2 separate regions of the Mus musculus genome follow, and region 2 is linked to region 1. Evidence: chromatin contacts called from public promoter capture Hi-C data. All regions are on one chromosome and are shown on one strand. Each heading gives the region's core, a stretch centred on a gene start, on an enhancer-like site or on the middle of the called end of the contact. The rest is flanking DNA. Distances are from core to core; before and after follow the strand shown.

Region 1 (3,620 bases), core at 1,045-3,544:
GCTTTTCTCCTTCCTTTATACCCTCTTTTATTTCTCTCTCTCTCAGAAAAATAATAGATGCCAGGTGTAAAGTCTATAAATAGACTAAAGTATAAAGATCAGAAGTAAATGCATTGGCTTCTGCTTCTCAGCCATGACCAACCTTTGGAAATTGGATGGTCTTCCAGGCGTCCTTCCCTGTGCGTGAAATATGCTAATGACCCACTTTCTGCACTGACTACTGCAAGACATTTAAGAGCCACTTGTAACTATCCTTTTGAGAGGCTAGTGAACATTTCGTTCATGGAACTTGTCCAGATAGATCTCTATTATTAAATGCTAGGTTAATGTGTCATTTTTCACTTACACAAAATAGGCTGTATTGAGTGAGTATCTTCTTGTCAAAGTATCTGTAAATAGTTTAGGTCATTTCTTTAGCACAGATTACTGAAACTGGAAGGACAGGTAAGAAAGCAGGACTGTTCTGAAGTCCCTTTGAATACGTTGTCAAACTGCCAGTCATAATGGTCAGTCCTGTCAGGCTTTGCTCCCAGCCACCAGCAGTGTGTGAAAGGACACTCTAACCCCACGCTAGCTGAGAAACCCACATCTCAGCACATCTTTTAGTAAATTGGCAGAGTTTACTGTATTTCCAGCTTTCGTTTTTTGGTTCTCCAATTCTTAAATGGAGTTGTTCACTTTACCAGATGTTTGTTGTTTAACTGTATTTGCAGTCATCATCTTGTCTGTTGCCCTGTGAAAATGGAGGTGTCTTTGACTCGATCATCAAACATTTATTTATACGGCAAACTTCCCTGTATCTTTTTAGTGATAGAAACTTAAATCTTTATGCACTTAAGCCATTCCTTCCTTTCTAGCTTTCTCCCTTCGTTTCTTCCTCTCTCTCCCCTCCCCCCTCTTCCTCTCTCCTTTTTCCCTCCCCACCCCCCACCTCTTTTCCTTTTCCTTTTCCTTGGATCTAACCCAGAGCTTTGCAAGTGTGCTGGGCCAATACTCTGCTGTTGAACTGCGGCCACAGCCCTTTTGCTCCATATCTGCCCCCACCTTATTTGGAGACAAAAATTTTGCTCTGCAGGCAACACTTGAACTCATAATCTCCCTGCTTTCCCACCATGAGCTGCCATCCATGCCTGGCTGTTTTGTTTGTTTGACTTTTGTTTGTGTTTGTTTCAATTACTTAAAAAAATGGTGTTGGGGTTGGAACTTAGGGTCTTCTGCATACTAAAAACATGCTCTACCACTGAACTATACTATACCTTCAGTTCCTTTTTGTGTTTTTAAAGAATTATTTTTTTATGTCTAGGAATATTTCACCTGCATGTTTATGTGTGCCTAGAACCCCATAGAAGTCAGATGAGGGCTTTGGATCCCCTGGAACTGAAGTTATAGATGATAGTGAGCCAATACGTGGGTGCTGGGAATCAAACATGCCCTTCAGAAGAACAGCCAGTGCTTTCAAGCTGGACCAACTGTCCAACTTGCACATATACATATGTATATACACACACATACATATACACATACATATATGTACACACACACATATATATGTATGTGTGTGTGTGTGTGTGTGTTTGTTTTTTGTTTTTCATTTTTGAGACAGGGTTTCTCTGTGTATCCCTGGAACTTGTTATTTAGATCAGGCTGGCCTTGAATTCAGAGATCTGCCTCCTGAGCTAGGATTAAAAGTATGGGCTACCATGCCTGGTTACTTTTGTATATCTAAAAAGTTTATGTGTACGATCATTTTGTGTGTCTAGACCCATGGAAGCCAGAAAAGGGCTCCAGACTTGAGTCACAGATGCTTGTGAGCGACGTCTGGACAGGAACTGGATCTGGGTTCTCTGCAAGGGCAGTGAGTGCTGTGCCCACCAGCTCCCTTTTACAAACCTATTTTTAACTTCAGAACATTATCTCCACTTGATAAGATTCAATAAAGCCTTCTATTTTTCTTTTCTTTCTTTCTTTTTTGGTATGTGTATATTTAACTTTTGTTTTTAAAATGAAATCGTATAGACAGGGTCTCGCGTTGTATGCGTGCAGCTCAGGCCGGACTTGTGGCTTGGTGATCTTCCTGCCTTAGTCTCCGGAGTGCGGGAGTTAGAGGCAGCTGGCTGGGGAACCTGCAGCCACACAGACTTATCTCTTCCTGGGTCTGGAAGGCAAAGGTAAAGATTCTTGTCGTTAAAACTGCTGCCTGTTAGGAACCAGTTGGACTGCAAATCTCAGCAGGAGCGCTTTGAGCGGCTGTCTGCTGACAGCAGGATGAGCTGCCGGTCACAGAAAGCCAGGGGGGAGGGGGTGGGGTGTTACTGGGAAATTCTCCTCCCCGGACAAATGACCTTTCACCCCCTAGTTCTCTGTGCTCCTTTTCTTCCTCTTGGTTTTCTTTCTGAGCTTCTAGAGGAGACTAAGATATCCGTGGATTTAAGGACTGATGGTATATGACTGCTTGGTGTTTGTTGTAAAAGGTTCTGTCGCTCCTTTTGCAGGGAAACCAACAGAAACTAAAGTACAATAAAGCACAAGAGGCCTGAGTACGTAACTCAGTGGTAGAGGTCCTGGCTTTGACGCACGCGCCCCCTCCCCCTCCCCATCCCCCAAACACACACACCAACCACACAGAGACAGGGAGACACTGGGTAAACACACATCGGGTGTGAGGCCAGAGGAGCTAAACTGTAGGGGAGATCTGCCTGGGAATGAATGCCTTTCCTGTAATAACCAGAAACAGCTCCTTCGGAGGAAACTGTGAGCCCCAGGGTACAGAACGAGAGTCAGCTAGCCGGGAAGCAGACACAGTGGGCTGGCTTGCTTTTTTGCTTTTGCTTTTGTTTTTTGTTTGTGTGTGAGTGTTTTTTTTTTTTTTAGGCCAATTTAAATTATTTAAGTATTTTTGTTGGCGATGCGTTCATTTGCTTTTCAGTTCCACTTATGATATGCCTTCATAATCATCCACTCTTAGAAGAAGCCTAAATGACTGGTTCAGCAGCTCCCAGCAAAACCTCGCTCTGGAACCTATGTGAAACGCAGGCGTCATGACTAAGAGGAACTACTCTTAGTCATGTTTGTTAAGAACTGGCTTTGTGAGCCCGGCCTTAGGAAGTGACCACAGATTTCACAAGTCCACACATGTGCCTGTTAGAGCATGTTTGTTAAGAGTCCTATGTAACTCCGGTTTGATTTGTACCTGAAGGGACCGAGGGTAAAATACTTAGCCGCTGGCACGCCAGACTGGTCAACAGCCTCGGCGTGGGGTTTTAGCTACTTCTCTAAGGCTGTTTTCCAGCTTGGATTTTTAAAGTCTGCAGTTGCAAGCGGCCTACCAGACATAGCATTTCTTGCCTCCTTTTTTTTTCATACGAGATAACATTTCAAGGCGGTAGAGGCGAGGCAGCCCTGAAATTCCTAGAAGATTAGGAATGTGGGGGAGATAGCATCAGTGTGACTTGGAAGTTTCTCACTTTTCCAGCCTGGGTCAGGGGACTATAGACTTTACCCCCCAGATAGCCACTAGCAGAGTGGTCAGGACCTCCTGTGTTTACATTGGCCTACGGTAGCCTCATCCTCCATCTTCAAGCCTGCCAACAGTCAGACTTGATCTAACTGGGGTGGCCTCC
Region 2 (3,359 bases), core at 811-3,310, 660 kb after region 1:
CTGCTAGCTGAGGTGTCAGTGACCTGGGCGAGCCATTACCTGCTGTAATTTTAGGGAAACTGAAAATGCTCACAGCTAAGGGAAATGACCAGGGGAGTGACTCCAAGGAATGATTTTAAAATATCTGCTCTGTGGAGAAATGGGCAGCAGATGATGGATGCCTAAATCATTGTCAAAATAATTGTGCGCCAGTTTGGAAGTGTGTTCCTGCTCCAGGAATGCTGTCTCTACTGTCCGTGGCTTGGAAAACATCATTCTTTCTACCTCAACAGTTATTTTAACGAACACCTTCTCATCCTAGCCAAGGGGAAAAGCAATAGATCCCTGTCCGTTAAACACTCGTTACATTTCAGGAGATTTCAAAATGATGGGTTAACCTAGAAATGTTCATTTTTGGCACTGAAGTATTCAGGGGTGAAATGGCATGAAATCATTAATTTGCTTTTACATACCCAAGCATCCCTCCCCCTCAAAATAACAAAAACAAAAAGAAAAAAAAAGAAACTTGAAGATAACAATGGTAACTAGATTATAAAGCTGTTATAATGCTTGGGGCTAGGTTATAATGCAGTCAGACTAGCCTGTCTTATTTGATCATTTCATTAAAAAAAATTTAAATAGGGGTAGAGAGACAGGCGGTTCAGTGATTAGAGCGTGTGTTGCTCTTGGCAGAGGACCCAGGTTTGTCTCCCAGTTCCCATATGGTGGCTTACAAGCATCTGTAATTGCAGTTCCATGAGATCTGATGCCCTCTTTTGACCTTCATGGGCACCACACATGTGAACATGTTACATATGCATACATGAAGGCAAAGCACTCATGCGAACAAAATAAAATAAATCTTAAAAAGAAAAATGTAAAAAAAAAATATTACTGAGAAGTCAGACTTTCCAGTGGTTTCCAGTGGAATAGTCTCATTAAATATAGGCTATTCTAAATAACAATTTGTGTTTTCTTAGTGACAGGCTTAATTCAATTTTAAATAAAGTGGTAGAATTTGTGTTGAGGTATTTTTTACAATTCTCTCTCTTGACTGAGGGACCTCCAGTCTATATGACCTTCCCTGGAGTGATATGGTCTCAACTTCTCTCACCTTCCAGGTTGTAACTCTATACCTTTACAAAAGAGGAGGCTACCTCCGGTGGTGAAAACAGGTATCACGCCTTACAAAATCATTTTGTCCCGCCTGGCAGATCTTCCTGCTTCTGCTTCTCCCATCAGTGTTCCTGAGGCCCTGAACCAGAGTGGATTCTCCTTATCACTTGGGAGTATGTTTACAAGAGACAACCCCCACCCCCACCCCCACCCCCACCCCCACCCCCACCCCCACCCCCACCCCCAAGCAAGAGACTTAGGGATATGAATGCAAGGCAAGGACAGAATCCTTGCTACACATCTTACTTTTGTGATCTTTGGTTATTTTTCTGGGCAGCAACACAGTTTTGTTTTTGTTTTTATTTTGTCATTATTTTGTTTTGTTTTTCAAAGTGAAATATTTGACTATTTTTAAACAGAACCGAGATATACTATTCTCCCAAATCTATCCAAAAACAGTGGACAGAACATCTACTGTGTGTCAGGTGTTAAGGGAAAGGCCCCCTTTTGCTCCTACTGATAGACCCCATTAACAAATTACCCTGATTATTAAGGGATGTGTGGAATGGATGCGATGAAGCAGAGCTGGACTGCTCCAGAGCACGAGAAGGCAAAGAATGGAGAGCAAAGTATAACTGACCCTGGAAGTGGTGAGGCCCCAGGCAGAGGCAAGACGCGAAACTCTAGGGCGCTCCTTGGGTCACGGGGAATCAGCGGCTGTTCAGTTCTCATGGATTTCAACCCCAGAATAACATGGAACTGACAAGTGGTGAAGAGTGTAGAGTTAGAGTCTAATAGAATTGCCATTGGCAACACAAGATCTCGACCCAGTTCCCTCCCCAGGCAAACAATTTAGCCATAAGTCACTTATTATATTTGTAATTAAGAAGTCTAACAGGGAGAGAGGAAAGGCGGCGCACAGTGGTAAGCAATGATCATCTGATTTACCTGGGAAGCACCCACCCAATCAGCGCTAGCTAAGCCCGCCTCCAGGTCCAGGATACACTTGGTGTTTTATGTCAGGCTCTATTCTGTTGGGAGCAAGGCCAACAACCGGCTGGCCCAGAGAAGAAGTGGCAAGTGATGTGACGCGAGGAAGGGAGAACTGACCTACTCGGAGGCGGTGGGGAAAGGATCAGATCACCTGGTTCACTGGCTTGTAACCAAGAACCTGCTCCTGGGCTCAGAATTTCAGCTGATGGTGACTTCTCTGTTGGTAACCTGTGCCTTCCTTTCCCTTGGATGGTTTTTTATGGCCACCCGTGGAACGCTGAGCCTCTGATAAAGGTGGGCACTGAGTCTTCACATTCGGAGAGGGCTATCCCACCCACTGCCTGTTCAAGTACCTGGGACAGTGTGAGGGGGTGGGGCTGAGGAAGACAAAGGAAAGGTCATTAGTGGGCCACCCGCCAAAGCGCTGCCTCAGGAGGAAGCCTTTAGCCGAGGGTAGGATTTCTCACTCCTCGGTTTTCATGTAGGTTGCTCTCTCCATGAGTTCCTGCTAGAGATGGGAAGAAGTGGGAACAGCTGTGAAGGGACCAGTGGGGAGAGGGAGAATGGAAGAGGAAGGGGAAGCCGTTGTAAATCTGAGACTCAGTAAGCTTGCTGCTGCTAGCTGAGAGGTAGGTGTGCCATGACGGAGGACAGATTGTGCCTAAGTACCGCAGATGTGAAAGGGTAGAAAATCATTTCCTGCTGATAATGAACTTGCTTCCCAATTGGCTAATGGACACTTTTCGTAAATGAAAGGAAGCCAACCATCTTATTAGTGTGTCACCAGCGATTGGCCACTGGGAGACTCTGTGGGACATCAGGAGAGTTCTTAGAGGGCCTGGATATAATTGCTTGGAGAGTTGCTGGAGATTTCCCTAATCAGAATGGAAATAAGGATATGCTGAGGCCTTAGAAGTGTGGTGCTTAAGGGGAAAAAAAAATCCACAGCCTGTCTCACAGCTGTTGGTGGGTAGAGGGGAGGGCAAGCAGACGTTGTGCAACAGGTTGGGTTTTTTTTTTTTTTCTTCTCCTTACCTCTGTAGATTTATAGTGTTTTCCACTCCGAGACCTCCTTGTCTGCACTGAGATGGCCGACACAGAGACTGACCAGGGACTGAACAAGAAATTAAGCTTCTCCTTTTGTGAAGAAGACACTGAGAGTGAAGGGCAGATGACTGCACAAGACATCGGAGGGGCCCAGAGCCAAAAGCCTGGGAGGGAAGAAAGTGAGGAGTTGGAGGGTCCCGTGCCTCCTACCAGAGATGAACTTC

The links. Promoter capture Hi-C pulls out the DNA fragments that hold promoters and counts their contacts.
Region 2: a contact with region 1 is called in a promoter capture Hi-C map of embryonic stem cells, with 3 times the contacts expected there. The contact joins the promoter of Wee2 here to the enhancer-like site in region 1. A contact is called at or near these places in 3 of 39 promoter capture datasets (the 3T3-L1 cell line, cranial neural crest and embryonic stem cells), 2 of 115 datasets of contacts at active chromatin or transcription factors (embryonic hindbrain and embryonic stem cells) and 2 of 9 other capture datasets (embryonic stem cells and pancreatic islet).

Annotation. Positions count from the first base shown.
Region 1 is chr6:39,778,812-39,782,431 of GRCm38.p6, forward strand. No RefSeq gene overlaps it. Among named protein-coding and RNA genes, the nearest start is that of Mrps33, 30 kb to the right of the region's middle. Within about 2 kb of position 2,295, at least 194 of the 459 cell types and tissues checked have an H3K27ac peak or open chromatin away from gene starts, as enhancers often do. A contact at or near this core is called in embryonic stem cells and pancreatic islet, where this site is marked.
Region 2 is chr6:40,440,803-40,444,161 of GRCm38.p6, forward strand. Wee2 (WEE1 homolog 2 (S. pombe)) reads left to right here and starts at 2,061. Exons shown (of 12, transcript NM_201370.2): 1 at 2,061-2,382; 2 at 3,132-3,359. The coding sequence starts at 3,176.